5 separate regions of the Mus musculus genome follow, and regions 1, 2, 3 and 4 are each linked to region 5. The links are chromatin contacts, called in public promoter capture Hi-C maps. All regions are on one chromosome and are shown on one strand. Each heading gives the region's core, a stretch centred on a gene start, on an enhancer-like site or on the middle of the called end of the contact. The rest is flanking DNA. Distances are from core to core; before and after follow the strand shown.

What was found. Promoter capture Hi-C pulls out the DNA fragments that hold promoters and counts their contacts.
Region 1: a contact with region 5 is called in a promoter capture Hi-C map of pre-B cells, with 6 times the contacts expected there. The contact joins the promoter of Styx here to the promoter of Naa30 in region 5. A contact is called at or near these places in 2 of 39 promoter capture datasets (the HPC-7 cell line and pre-B cells).
Region 2: a promoter capture Hi-C map of pre-B cells shows a contact between it and region 5. The contact joins the promoter of Txndc16 here to the promoter of Naa30 in region 5. A contact is called at or near these places in 2 of 39 promoter capture datasets (cranial neural crest and pre-B cells) and 1 of 484 Hi-C or Micro-C datasets (CD4 T cells).
Region 3: a contact with region 5 is called in a promoter capture Hi-C map of pre-B cells. The contact joins the promoter of Ero1a here to the promoter of Naa30 in region 5. A contact is called at or near these places in 2 of 39 promoter capture datasets (cranial neural crest and pre-B cells) and 1 of 484 Hi-C or Micro-C datasets (CD4 T cells).
Region 4: a promoter capture Hi-C map of pre-B cells shows a contact between it and region 5. The contact joins the promoter of Chd8 here to the promoter of Naa30 in region 5.

The regions. Positions count from the first base shown.
Region 1 is chr14:45,349,851-45,352,550 of GRCm38.p6, reverse strand. It overlaps Styx (serine/threonine/tyrosine interaction protein), which reads right to left and starts at 1,365. Exons shown (of 11, transcript NM_019637.3): 1 at 1,022-1,365. The coding sequence starts at 1,078.
Region 2 is chr14:45,218,006-45,220,705 of GRCm38.p6, reverse strand. Txndc16 (thioredoxin domain containing 16) reads left to right here and starts at 1,281. Exons shown (of 21, transcript NM_001310534.1): 1 at 1,281-1,489; 2 at 1,657-1,710. Gpr137c (G protein-coupled receptor 137C) reads right to left here and starts at 989. Exons shown (of 7, transcript NM_027518.2): 1 at 288-989. The coding sequence starts at 713.
Region 3 is chr14:45,317,185-45,320,006 of GRCm38.p6, reverse strand. Ero1a (endoplasmic reticulum oxidoreductase 1 alpha) reads left to right here and starts at 1,435. Exons shown (of 16, transcript NM_015774.3): 1 at 1,435-1,630. The coding sequence starts at 1,517.
Region 4 is chr14:52,256,385-52,259,084 of GRCm38.p6, reverse strand. Chd8 (chromodomain helicase DNA binding protein 8) reads left to right here and starts at 1,325. Exons shown (of 38, transcript NM_201637.3): 1 at 1,325-1,407.
Region 5 is chr14:49,170,958-49,173,657 of GRCm38.p6, reverse strand. Naa30 (N(alpha)-acetyltransferase 30, NatC catalytic subunit) reads right to left here and starts at 1,412. Exons shown (of 5, transcript NM_027492.2): 1 at 1,281-1,412; 2 at 265-1,042. The coding sequence starts at 1,041.

The DNA.
Region 1 (2,700 bases), core at 116-2,615, 3.8 Mb after region 5:
AAAGTGATCTGAATCAAATGAAGACATTCAATAGAATTGAGCATTTGGTATAAAGTCTCCATCTCATCTGTAACTGAGACTGGTCTCAAATTTGCTATAGAACCAAGGCTACAGTGACCCCTCCTTTCTCCTTCCACCTCCCAAGTAGAGGGGTTACAAGTGTGCCAGCCAAGAGTAGTCCCAAATACCTTTAAAACACTGAGAGATTAAGGGGTGTACACCTTCAATCCCAGCATTTGGGGTACAGAAGCAGGTGGATCTCTTTGGGTTTCAGGCCAGCCTCGTCTAGTGAGTTCCAGGACAGCCAGGACTTATATCAAACACACAAGCAAAACTCTAGAATCCTTTTTTGATCCTATTAAGTGTCACAGGTAAGAATCCTTGTCACTAATTTTAGCCTCTGGCAAACTCTAACTTAACAGTTTCTGGTACCATAAAATATTTGCAACAGATGTTAGGTAAAGAAAAAAATCAAGGTGGGGTGAAAAGAACCCTTAAATCATAAATTGGGAGAATTTTGCTCTCGATAGTACAGGCAAGATTTGTTACTAAAAATTTTCAAATTCAAAGAAGCTTAGCTTTTCTACTCCCCCCCCCCCCCCGCCCCACGCTAGTCATCGTTTTTTGTGGGTTTTTTGGTAGTGGTGGTGGTTGGTTTTTGACTTGAGTACTATTAGAGGGGTGCAATTCCAGAGTTCACGCCTCCGATCTATTCCACACGTGGGGCTGGCTATGTGTCCCGCATGTGAATCTAACATCAAGCTCAGATTAAAAACAACTCCACAGCGTGTTGCTCTGGTAAGGAAGAGTCTGTGTTCACGAAAAGCCTCAACGCCGAGGCGAGTGGTCAAGAGTACTCTCCGGGTTGGCTCCTCCGATAGGGTCCCGCGGGAGGAGGACCTCACTGACGCCCCTTCACGCCCAAGGGGAAAGGGAAGAGTCTGGGACAGTTGGGCCAGAGGCGCTGCTTGGCCGGAGACCCGGGGGCTGCCCGCGGCAGGGCGGGCCGCCGGGCACTCACCTCGGCGTCGTCTTTGCACTGCGGGAGCGAGGGGAACTCCAGTTTCACGTCCTCCATGGTCCCAGGGCCCCGGTGGGTGGGCGCGGTGCGCCCGGCCGCCCTCCGGGCTGGCAGAGGCGACAAGGGAAGGAGGGCGGGCGGGCGGGCGAGCGGTGGGGGGGCTGACGCGCGGCAGGCTCACAGCAAGCACTCGCGGACCACAGGATCCAAGCGGCTGCGACAGGAAGGCGGAGGGCAGGGCGGTGCGCTGCCGGCCGCCATGCTGCGGCCGTGTCCCTCCCGCAGGTCTCCGCGCCCCTCAGAGAGCCGGGATCCGACCCAGGCACGAGCCCATAACCGTCTCCTCCCGCCCCAGCCCACGCGGCCCAGCCAATCCCAGCCCACGCTCGCCGACGGCCCGCCCCCGCCGCCAGGTGTCAGCGCGCCTCCGCCCCGCCCGTCCGCGAGCGCGCAGACGCGGGGGGAGGAGCTTCCCGCAGGGCGGAGCTGCGGCCGTAGGGGAGGAGCGGTCGGGGCCAAGGCCTTCCCAAATGGGATGGGAGTCCGTCCCTTCAAAGTGTCCTCCACACTCAGAGGAATGCTGCTCGATCCAATCCGTGGGGGAAGTCATAACCAAACAGGAAGAGTTCAGCTTAAATTCATGTTAGACTACGAAAAAAACAAAAACAAAAAACCCCGAGATACCCATCATCTTTAAACAAAGTAGAAAGTGGCCTCTTAGGTATACTCCGGAGTGTTAACAACTCAAATTATCCAGAAAATTTCAAGAAAATGATTCTTAAAAAAAGTCATCAGAAATGTAAATGATAGTTTACTTACTAAATTGTATTCGGTACTCTTTAAGATTTCTCCGAGCCTATTTTTCAACATAAAAGATGATTGTGTGAGGAGCTGGCGTTAGAGTTAATAATTTTTGAAGAATATACCTTCTTCAGGGTCTCGCTATGTACACCAGGCTGGTCCTCAAATTTACAAGAGTTCTGAGATGAAATGATTAAAGGCCTGGTTTGAACTTCTGAACCACCTTTGGTCTCACTGAAGGAATCACTGAAGGCTGCAAAGTGTGTAACTAAGACTATCACTACTTTTCACTGTATTTTAACACTACTTCCTAGAGACCTCAGGACTGTCATTATCAAAAAAAAAAAAAAAAAAAATCCTTTAAAGTGGAAGGACCGCGTGTTTAACTTGGATTTCCTCTTAACTCTTTTCATGTTGTCATATATGTAATGCATGTTCAATATACAGGATAGCTGTTCAAAAATTAGGTGGCTAATTAGATGGTCTATGCTCTCTAGTGTTACATAAACTATTATCCAGCTTTAAGAATTACAAAAGGCACAGAATACCCTGCTAGTAATTTTTAATTAAAAAATAATCCAATGGCAAGTATTGTGGTAAATGCCTTTAATTCCACCACTCAGGAGAGGCAAGAAAATGTCTGTGAGTTGAGACTGGCCTAACCCACACAGTAAGTGTCCCAGGCCAGCCAGGGGTACATAGTGAGACCTTGTCTCAAAAAGAAAGGGGAAGCTGGGCAGTGGTGGCATACCCTTTTAATTCCAGCACTTGGGAGGCAGAGGCAGGCAGATTTCTGAGTTCGAGGCCAGCCTGGTCTACAGAGTGAGTTCCAGGACAGCCAGGGCTACACAGAGAAACCCTGTCTCGAAAAACCAAAG
Region 2 (2,700 bases), core at 32-2,531, 4.0 Mb after region 5:
TCTCTGTGGTCGCCACCAACGCCTTACGTGGAGGTCTGGGACATTGAACAAAGGGTGTCCCACTGCCTTAAGTTGTCGGGGCACGCATACTCTCTCTCTCACACTTCTCCAACCCCCTCAGGCACCGAGTCCATCAGCGGCTTAAGTTGAGGGAGAGGGAAAGACAGGAGTGTCTCAGTGTCCCCAGACTGCCCTCCGGCCACCTCCCCCAGCCCCGACCCCTTCCGTCTCGGCAGGAGTGGATCCCGGCGGCCCCGCTCCCCCGCTCGCCGGTCCTCCCGCCTTACCTCTGCCAGGTAGAGGTTGAGGAGACAGAGCGTGGAGAACTGTAGGCAGGAGGGGAAGCAGTAGAGCAGCCAGTGCGGGAAGAAGTGCAGGCGAGAGGGTGGCCGCAGCAGGGGCAGAGAGCCGCTGAGGGAGAAGGCGGCCGAGAAGAGCGTGGTCCTGAGCGCTGCCCACGCGAGACACAGGAAGAGGCAGAGGCTCTGGTAACTGAGCCGCCGCTCGCGGTACAGGAGCAGCCGCCACAGCTGCAGGTAGGCAAAGGCGAAGAGCGCGGCGTAGAGCAGCGCGTGCAGCACGCTCAGCGCCAGCTGCACCGAACCGGGAACCGCGGCGCCCGAGGCCGCGACGGCGCCCCCGCCGGACGTCGAGGGTTCGCGGCCGGCCGTGGGGACCGCGGCGGCCGCCGGCCCGGACACTGATACCCTCATGAGGGGACGCGAGCAGCGGGGAGGGAGCGCGGGAAGGAAGCGGCCCGAGCGCCCCCCGGACCTCCCGCCCGCCCCAGCCTGCGGCCCCGGGCAGCGCCGTGACAGGAGTCGCAGCCCCGCGCGATGGCCGCGGCTGCCCTCGGGCCCGCCTCCCCTTCCCCCCGGGGGGCTCGGTTCCTCGGGCCGCGGCTCGGCTCCGCAGCAGCAGCAAACAACTCTCGGCTGGAGACAATCAGCTGAGAAACCCGAGCTTTTGAGGCGCTCGCTCCGCACTGTGAGCTGCCGGCGATTGGCCCGGGCGGGCGCGCCCTCCGGGCGCCTCACTCGGAATACCACAGGCCTCAGAGCCTGTCACTCCAGAAGCCTTTGATCTGATTGGCCTTCTGCTTTCTCCTCTTTTACCCCCGCCCCTCTTCCCACCCACGCTGCTGATTGGCCCAGCAACTGCAAGACTTCCTCGCGCCGGCGGGAGGACTCCAGATTCTGTCACCTGGGGCTGTTCTCGCTCCGCCCCCTGACCGTCCATTGGTTGGAGGATCTCTTACGTAAGGAGCACGAGGAGCAGGCGGAGCCTCGGGGGTTGTTTTTTCGCCCAAGAGACTGATTTTGCGGAGGCAGTGCCGGCCGTGGGCGGTGAGCTTCTCAGGTAGGCGTAGTTGCTTTGGGAGCCGCCGTAGGGACCAGCCCCTGCCCCGCCTTCTGTCACCATCTCTACTCTGATGGCGGGACGTGCTGTCCTCAGAGACCTTTCATCTCTGCACGAGAATCTCAGGCAGGTGGGTAGCAGCGCGGGCCTCAAGACTTTGCCTGCAGGATTGCATGCACATCAGCACTCGGCAAACGTCCCTCCAGCCAGGTTGCTTGCTGATTCAGTTCACCTGTTTCTGGGGGCACCAAACGACGCTGGTTTTGATTTCATTTCCCCCCCTTTTCTTTTTCTGAGCTGGAGGAAACACGGGGCGAGGAAAGCGAATGAAGCAAAGCGCGAGCGGAAACTGTAAGTAATCAACCCTTTCTTCTCTTGGGAAGAGGTCCTGAAGGATGGTGGTCCTGGGAACAGATGAACGTTGAGGCCTTCTCCAAGGGGAAGGTGATTCTTCGAAACTTGCAATTTAGAAAGCTCTCTTGGGCGCAGGGGTGGGCAGGGGAGGGGTGGGGGGAGCGCGGAGCAGTAACAATGTGGTGATTGTCCAGAATGGAAGAGTTTGTGTGAGATTCTGCTTGTGTGTTGGAACAAGTGGTGCTATTCTCATCAGAGACTGAGAGATACAAAATAAGAGGTATATTTCTGCTTTAAATAAGTGAGGAACGGTTGTATGTTGGCCACTACATGAAGGTTTTTTTTTTTGTTTTTTGTTTTTTGTGTTTTTTTTGTATTTGGTATTTGGTAGCAAATCAGTCAAAGTAATGCAAGATGAGGAAGGATCCTGTGTTCTCAGAGTGAGCCTCTCATTGCAGATTCAGTGCTTCTGTAGACAGCATATTTACTGGAGCATCCAATATCCAGCCTTTCCTAAATACTCCCTCCTTAAGGTCTGCTTAAGAAGATGGCTGTTTCTCAGTCCTCCACCACCAAGTACATGTTACAAAGGGGCTTAAGATCTGTTCTGTACTTATTCTGGTCCAGTAGTTTGCCAGACACCAGACAGTATTACCATCCACAAGTGTAATCATGCACACACATGTACAATAATGATAAAATGAAAAGAAAGCCCTAAGTCTGTGTTTATTCAGTGGTAGGCTCATCAGGAAGACTATAATGAGGCAGGAGACTCTCCAGCATTTAGATGTTGTCTTTTTCTCATTAGCTGTATGGTGGAGGCTATGTTACAGATGTTTAGCCAGATACACATGTGGATGGTCAGCTTTGACTGAAAGGGAAAGGGGAAGTGCAGGATTGATTTTTGGTTCTTGTTTATAATGTTCTGTCTTCCATGATGTTTTACTCAGCACAGGCTAAGCTCGCTGCAAGGTCTTTATACAGATG
Region 3 (2,822 bases), core at 186-2,685, 3.9 Mb after region 5:
GACTTATTTTTTTAAACATTCTTGTAAGAAAAAGTCAAGCTGGTGAGGTGATGGATATATTAGTGTGATTGAGTCTTCCTACAATGTACATATGGATTGAAAACATATCTTACACACAATTATTAGTGAACTAAAAATAAGACTGGAAGACTGGTTGTGGTGGCAACAGGTGTTTAATCTCAGGTCTAGGGAGGCAGAGGTGAATTGATTTCTGCCTGTTCGAGGCCAGCGTGGTCCACAGTGTAAGTTCCAGACCAGTCAGGAATACACAGTGAGACCCTTCATCAAAATAAAAATGCACTACCCCAAGCTAAACGAGACAACGAAGCCAAGAAAACTGACGACATTGTCAGTTTTATGGAGCCGATGCACCTGTGTACTTCCAAGGCCAAGCTCGGCATTGCAAAGTGAATTGAATGGAAACTTGCTTTTAATCTGGAACAGTGTGAAAAGAACACCAGCAAAAACACCTGTAACAGAGACACTATGATCTGGTTCTAGAAAAGGTAAGTATGAGCTGGAATATAGCTATCGTGAAGACAATATTAGCTTATAAGGCCATATTATCTTACTCTGTGTACAGTGCATGCTATAGATAACAGGCTAAGCAAGGCTTCTCACTGCCTGACTCCAGTTCTTAGCAACAGCTTTCCCCATTTCCACTTATGAAACGAGAGATTGAATAGTCTTTACCACATTGCTCTCTAGCTTGTGAAATATGCCTAATTCGCATAAAATACAGCAAAAAAGGAGTCAATTTTTTATGAACAAATCGGGACTACACATTGAGCTAATATCTTCTCTATGCTAGTTTAATAAAAACATGTTTTTATTATTATATTTAAACATTTATTTATAAAATAGAGCCTAACTCTATAGGGCAGGAAGTATGTAGCTCAAGCTGTCTTTGACATTGAGCAATCCTCTTGCCACAGTCTCTGGAGTGTTGGATTATAGGTGTAAGCCGCGGTGCACAGCCCTTTGGAAACCAATTTCACCTGTTCCCTTTGTAGGATGTAGGAAGGGAAAAACTAGAAAGCCACTGAATCGTGTGTACGGCCGTGCTCCCCGAGATGAACTCCAACATCCTTTTAAAAGGCTTAGGCAGCCAGAGCACGGCGGACACGTAACCCAGGCTCGGGATTTCCTAGTGTTGAGAAAGGATGGGCTGGCTGGCGTGAGCTCCGGGGCGGGGCGGGCAGGACGGCGCAGGCCCCGGGCAGTGTGGCTCGGGGGATACCCCGACCCCGGAAGGACCGCGTCTTTGCGCCGGACGAGCTGCAGGCCAGGTGTACCGGAGGCGGGTGCGTGAGCGGGGCGCGCAGGAAGGCGGCCGCCCGAGGCTCGCGTGGACAGAGGCGCGCGCCGCTGCACGTCCGCAGGGGAGGCGGGAGCGCGGAGGGCGCAGGGCGGAGCGCGGGGCGGGGCCGGCGCAGGCTACTTCAGCGGGCGCGCGGCCTGCGCCGGGGAGCCAAGCACGGCGGCGCGGGTAGAGGGCGGTGGGCGGCGAGCGGCGATGGGCCGCGCCTGGGGCTTGCTCGTTGGACTCCTGGGCGTCGTGTGGCTGCTGCGCTTGGGCCACGGCGAGGAGCGGCGGCCGGAGACAGCGGCACAGCGCTGCTTCTGCCAGGTGAGGCGCGCGGGCGGCCCAGGGGCTGCGCATCTCCGGGCGCCGGCGATCCTGATGCGCGGCCCGCACCGCGTTCCCGATCGCCCCGGGACGGGGCACCCTTCGATGGGCGTGGGCGCCTGGCCAGCTTGTCACACTGCTTCCTTGCATCCTGCCTTGGCTGCTCCGTGTCCACAGGACCGGGGGTTCTGAATGGACCCGGCACCTGGGCACCTCGTGCGAGCGGTGCCGGGGACGTCCCCAGCCTTTCTGTTCCCGATATGGACTCTTGGGGAGACTAGTTGTTCTTTAGGTCTTGTCGTTGTCAAGAGGTTGAATGACCTTGAGGGGCTCTTTGGGTGGCCTGATCTAACTGCCTGGTGTCTTTGCGGCTGTTGTTGTCCTGTGACTTCTCGGCCTGTGTATGGTGCACCTTGCCCCTGAAGCTTATTCTCGTATACTGACACTTCCTTTGCGGAATCCGAGGTAGGCCCTAGCTCTTCTGTATTCAAGTTTGATTATGAGCTGTGATTATTTACTTCTGTAGGAGATGTGGGTTCCGTGAGCAAAACATTCAAAGAATTTTATTTTCTTAGTGTAGCCTGTAAATTTTGTATGAGGCCGTTTAGGCTAGGCGCATTGAAATAACTGTGAATTTCATTTTGCTGTCTTAAGGAAATGCTAACAGCTTGGAAATACCCAGAAGTATCATATTCAGTCGATGTGCTAGTCTCTTAGTGCTTTCTTGTAAAGCCTGGAAGAACTCTCGAATATTAGCGGTTCCCCAGACTTTCTTCTGTTTAAAAGTGTATTAGATCATTTTATTACTGAGATACTTAATATGTAAATTGTATTGTTAAACAGACGTTCACGACCACACCTGGCGCTGGCCAGCACCCTTTCCCCCTCGACTTGTTCATTACTGTTCTTTACGATGTTTAAAATACAGGTTTGTTTTGTGGGTATGTATATTGTACCTGTGAATGTACGCATTGTAGGGGGTGCTTTTAGTCCACAGCTTGCAGGAACCTCTCCCCAACCACCACATGGGACACCGGGATCCACCTCGGGTCCTCAGGCAAATGACCAAGCATTGGCTTTCTTATAGCCCTATAAGCAGTGGCTCTTCTTATAGCCACCTTTTTGGTGGACTTCGATTTCTGAAATTACATCTATAAAAAAATGGAGGGATAGACAGCCAGGTCACTCGTGG
Region 4 (2,700 bases), core at 76-2,575, 3.1 Mb before region 5:
TATTGTTTAGGGAAAATGACAAGAGCAAAGTTTATAAAAATAAATAAATCTCTTTAAAAACAAATTTTGCAGGTTTTGCTGTGTTGCTCAAGCTTCCTTCAGGTTTGTTTGTTTGTTTGGGGGGGGGGGGTTGGTTCAAGACAGGGTTTCTCTGTGTAGCCCAGGCTGTCCTGGAACTCACTTTGTAGACCAGGCTGGCTTCGAAATCAGAAATCCGCCTGCCTCTGCTTCTCGAGAGCTGGGATTAAAAGCCTGCACCACCACGCCCGGCTTCCTCGAGTTTTCTAATACTGGTATTTAAACAAACAAACAACAACCAAAAAACCCTTCTTGTATGGAAATGTAGTCGGCAGAACTTTAGAAAATGCAGGAACACCTTTCTCAGTGTAGTTTGACCTATGGTGAAATTTTGCTTCTTTCCAGAATAAATGACTCCGTCAGTGTACCTCTGATAAGTCTTGTTTCCCAGTGTGTATTCGTGCGTAGTAATTGGAACTATTGGTAAATTTAAGGTCCTTTGCTTTTTAAGTGAAATTCCTCACTCCCGATATTACTAAATGACTCAGAATTTTGGGTTGCTAAAATCGGAACACTGGTCTAGGGCGTGGTAGCTCATGCCTCAAATACCATATCTCTGTGTTTAACGCCAGCCTGATATATTGAGACCCTGTCTCAAAAAAACAAACAAAACTCTAATACTGGAAAATCTGAAACGTGCATAGATAAGCAAGTAGAATGGCTATAAAACCCGTGTCGATTATGTGTTGATAATCCTGCTTGTCAAGGATCACCCTAGAAGTGGCATTCAGAAAAACTGATCGTTGGCTTCTTTGATAAACCAGCATCATTCCTACGTTTAAGAGGTGGTGGGGCTTGTTTCCAGTCTTGTTCAACGTTTTTCCAGAGTTCCTCCCCATGACTGACAGGCATCCTGAGTACATGAGAGGAGGGCATGTAGGGGCTGGACCAAAACGGACCAACAGAACTCCAAAAAGGCCTTCACATTCCTATACGTAATCGTGGGAGATCACCAAGCCAGTCGACCCAAGATGGCCTCCCGAGACAGGTAGCAGGTGCTGTCCGGGTTTGCAGCGCCCCCAGCGGCGGGGGTCAGAGGCCTGGCCTGCCAGCCCGCCGCCCGCTCCGATTTCCAAGCAGGCATATCTGCGGTTGCCTACGTACCCTTCCCAGCCTCAGGCCCTCCCAGCCTTCGGAGACTTCCTGGATGGCGCCCGGCTCCGGCCACGCCATTGGTAGATGGAGGGCGGTGGGCGGGCCCAGGCGCATGGAGGACTAGCAAGCTTGCTTGCGGCGAGGGCTGGCCGTGCTCCGCCGGAAGGCGCCTTGTTCTCCCGGACGGTGGGTTGCAACTCTTGCCCAGGGAAGGAAGCCGCAGGACTGGCTCAGGTAAGCCTGCGGCACGCGCGGCTCCACCAAGCCTCGTCGGAGCCTGGGCGGGTAGTGGGTGGGGTAACAACGTCCTCGCTTGCTCGCTCGCTCGCACCCATGCGGGTGCAGCGCCGAGCGGTGATCAGGTGCGGGATGCTCGGGGCTGAACCACTCTCCTTTGTGAGAGGCAGGCGCTGGGGACCGGACGGGCCGCGGGGCCGTGCTGGGACGGGCCGCGAGGGAGCTGCTAGGGCCAGCGTGGAGTTTTGGAGCTTGTCATGGCACTGCTGGGCGAGGCGCACATTCGAGACAGTTGCCTTTTTCTTCTTCCTCCTTTCCCAAGAAGAAAAACTCCCCTGCTCGGTTAGGTTACTCCATACGTTGGAGTCAGAAGTGCGAGGCCAGGGTTTTAGTTTGTTTTGGCTGGATTCTTTTTCCCTCTCCTCTCTTATCTTTAATGTTTTTAGTAAATGTGGGTAGGGAAGCCTGAGGTGAACGTGTTCGGATTTATTATGTTCCCAATTTCTGCGGGGCTGTTGCAAAGTAGAGGTGACGAGGAAACGAACAGCACAAGTCTTGTGTCTTCCTTGACAGGTCTGCAGAGCTCTTTGGTTTTCTGACACATTATGTAAACTCTTCACTAGAGGAGGACTGCCTCTTGGCGAATATTATTTAAAATTTGTTTTGGTTTTTTTGTGTCTTAATTTACCTGTTTCTAGTCGGCTTGCCATTGCTGCAGCTGTGCATACGCAGCAGCGCCTCTTTAAGGGGCAGTCCTGACGTCGTTAAAGGCTTCCCAGAGGAGGTATGTAGTGAACCAGTCTTCGCAGTGAGTGAGCAAAGTGAGCCAGAAGTCGGATTTTAAACGCTACGTAATTTTCTTTCAAAAGATAGACACAGTGAGACATCTCAGACACGAGTGAGGACCTTGCTTTAGCGATTTTGCTGCATTCTGCCATCACATCGATGTCCACAGAATCTCTGTTCTGAGTTTGTTAACTCAGAGACTGGCTTAGTGCCAACTGAGGTCGTTTTGGGGGGGCACATCAGATTCTAGGACATGGATTTGCAATTTGAATGTTTCCCTTATGTTGTTGCTGTTGTTTCTTTTGAAAGGATATCTGGCTTTCCATTTGTAGACCAGGTTGGCCTCTAACTCACTGAGATCTTCCTGCCTCTGCCTGGATTAAAGGCGTGCACCTCTGGCCCCTGCTGGGATATTGTCTTTTTGATTACAGAGTGTCTTCTGCCTAAAAATATCTTTTTATGGTCACCCTGCAGGTTCCACAAGTTGTAATCAATTTCTTAGGG
Region 5 (2,700 bases), core at 163-2,662:
TGTAAGACAGCCCCCATGTGAAACATGCTCTGCACAGGATTGCTGCTGTTCCAAAAGTCACAAGATAACCCAGATCACGAGCTCTTACCTTCCACACAGTTCCACGGAATACCTGGGAAAAGTGCGCACCTTCGCGCCTCCCATCTGTAAGGTACTATGAAAATGAAGGATACATCCACGGCCACACTCCGGGCCCTCACACTCCCTGCCCCGAGTGGCCTGGATCTCTGCTGGGCTCACCCTGTTTTCATTCCATCCACTTACCAAGAAACACAGCTGTGGCCAGTTGTGGATAAAATATCTATACGTATAAATGGAGTAGGGTTCAGACAGATCTTTGGTGATCAGTCTCATGATATCAGGCATTTGGAGCTCAGATTCATATCGGACGTATCGTATCGTCCGATCCTCCCCGGGCTCGGCCTCCCTGCCCTGGGAGCTCCTTAAACTGCAGCCGGTGGTCAGAGACGAAGACAGCAGCCGCACCTGCTCGTCCATCTCCTCCTCCTCCTGCTGCTCGGTGCCCTCCACCAGTCCATTTCGGGCCGCAGCGGGGTCGCTCGCCGCCCCCGCCGCCGCCGCCGCTGCCTCTGACCGGCCGGGGAGTGCAGTTCTTGCATTGTTGGGGACCGAGTGGGGAGGTCTCTCCCCCGGGTGTCCCTCGGCTCCTTTTGTGGCAGTCACTTTGGAGGCCCCGTCGGGGGCGGCCGCCTCCGCTGCACTCAGAACCTTACTCTTGAGGGTCGCCGCGGCCCGGAGGTGTCGCAGTTCTGGGCCGATCAAGCCGTTGAGCTGCTGCTGCTGCTGCTCCGGAGGCAGCTGCGGGCAGCGAAGGCAAGAACGCGCCTTGGCCGAGGTCGCCGCCTCGCCGCCCGCTGGGCTCCCGCAGCCGCCTTCGTGCTCCTCGTCGTCCTCCTCGTCCTCGCTGCAGCAAGCGAGCGCGGCCCCCGCCGGGAACGGGCAGCGGAGCTCCGCCGCCGCTGGGGCCGCAGGCGCTGGTGGTGGGAGGAGGCTGCTAGGCCCAGGCGGTACCTCCGCCATCCTAGAAGCGACACAGCCGAGAGAGGAGGCCATGAGAGGCGGCCGACCGGCGCCAGGCAGCGCGGACTGGCGGGCCGGGGGCGGCCGAGGCGGGGGGAACAAAGGCAGAAACCGTCCCTCACCGAGTGTCCCCAACGCCGCGCCGCCCCCACGCCGCCGCGCCGGCCACCGTCCCTGGCCGCCCGAGCCCCGCCGCCGGCCGTGTCACCGCCTCCCACCCGCCCCTCCTCGCGGCTCACCCCGCGCCGCTCCCCGCCGCCGTTTCCGCCGCTCCTCTCCCTCAGCCACCGCCGCGCCGCAGTCGCCTTCACCGCCGCGGCCGCTCCGCCGCCACCACCGCCACCGCTGTCGCCGCCGCTGCCGAGCCTCTCACCCGGCCGCCGCCGCCGCCGTAAAGCGCCTCGCCTGTTACCCCGGGTAAAGTTTCCTGGGCCAAGCTTTACGACACTTCCCTGCCTGCCGGCTGCCGGGCCAGAAAAGGGGGCGTGGAGGGAGGTGACCTGTGCAGGGGCGGGGCCCGAGGTGTCTCCGGAGGGCTTCCGGGAGGCCGCGTGCCGGGGGTGGGGCTCTAGCCTGGGGTTCCAGAGGTTCCTGCGGAACTCGCCCCGCAGCCTCCCCGGGTGGGCAGGGCTAGGTGCCCTGGGAGCTGCTGGCTGTTGACATCCAACCTCTAGTGCCTTTATGCAGCTGTACTGTTACAACTTTTGCTCTGACCTGGCGCGTGGGGCAGGGAGCGCCGGCTACAAAGGCAGCAAATCCCGGCCTGGACCGCGAATTAGAGGGAATTTAAAACATTGAGCTGTGAAGATAGCATTTTGCAATTTAAAAAAAAGAAGAAGAAGAACCTTTACCTACCCCGTTGGGACAAAAGAATGGCTAGTAGTCTTGTTGCCCCATTCCTCCACCCCAAAGATTGAAGGCATAAATGTGACAAACAGGTGCCGGACAACGAAAGGCAACAACTGGGGGAAGCGACAGAGATGGTGGCGGCTAACAAGCGTACTCCTGATTTGTGGTTGTAATTGTGTTAGGTTGGGAAGCACCTGGTAAGAGTTCACGGGATCCTCCCATGTGATATGCTAAGCAGGTGTAAAAACTTTGAGCGTGTGGGTTACCTCTGCTCTAATCCACAGCTGGTAGTTTTCTGCATATCTGATCTGAGAGTTGAGTAACTCACACGCATACTAATCAAGTTACTTATTAACTTGTAGGAGCTGAAGAGATGAGTCAGCAGTAAGGAACACTAGGGTTAGATTCCCAGCACCCAAATGGCAGTTCACAACTGTCTGTAATCCCAGGTCAAAGGGAGGCTACAGCCTTTTCTGGCCTCCAAGGGCATCAGGAATGTGCACAGATACGCCTACATACAGGCAAACACCCATAACAAGTTTAAAAAGAATAAAATGTGTTAGATAGCTTTTTTATTTATTTCAACTGATTTATAGAGCTAGTCAGGTATGCCCAAGATTCATGTTTTCAGAGATAGGCTTTTATGACAGGTGTTTGCAACTTTGTGCCATAATCTAAACTGAAAAAAAAAAAAAGTGAGCTGCAGTAGTCAGCACATGTCTGGAATCCAAGTACTCAGAAGGCAAAAGTAAAAAGCTATGGAATTCAAAGGAAGCCTGGGCTGCATAGCAAAACTGTTTCTAAAAATAA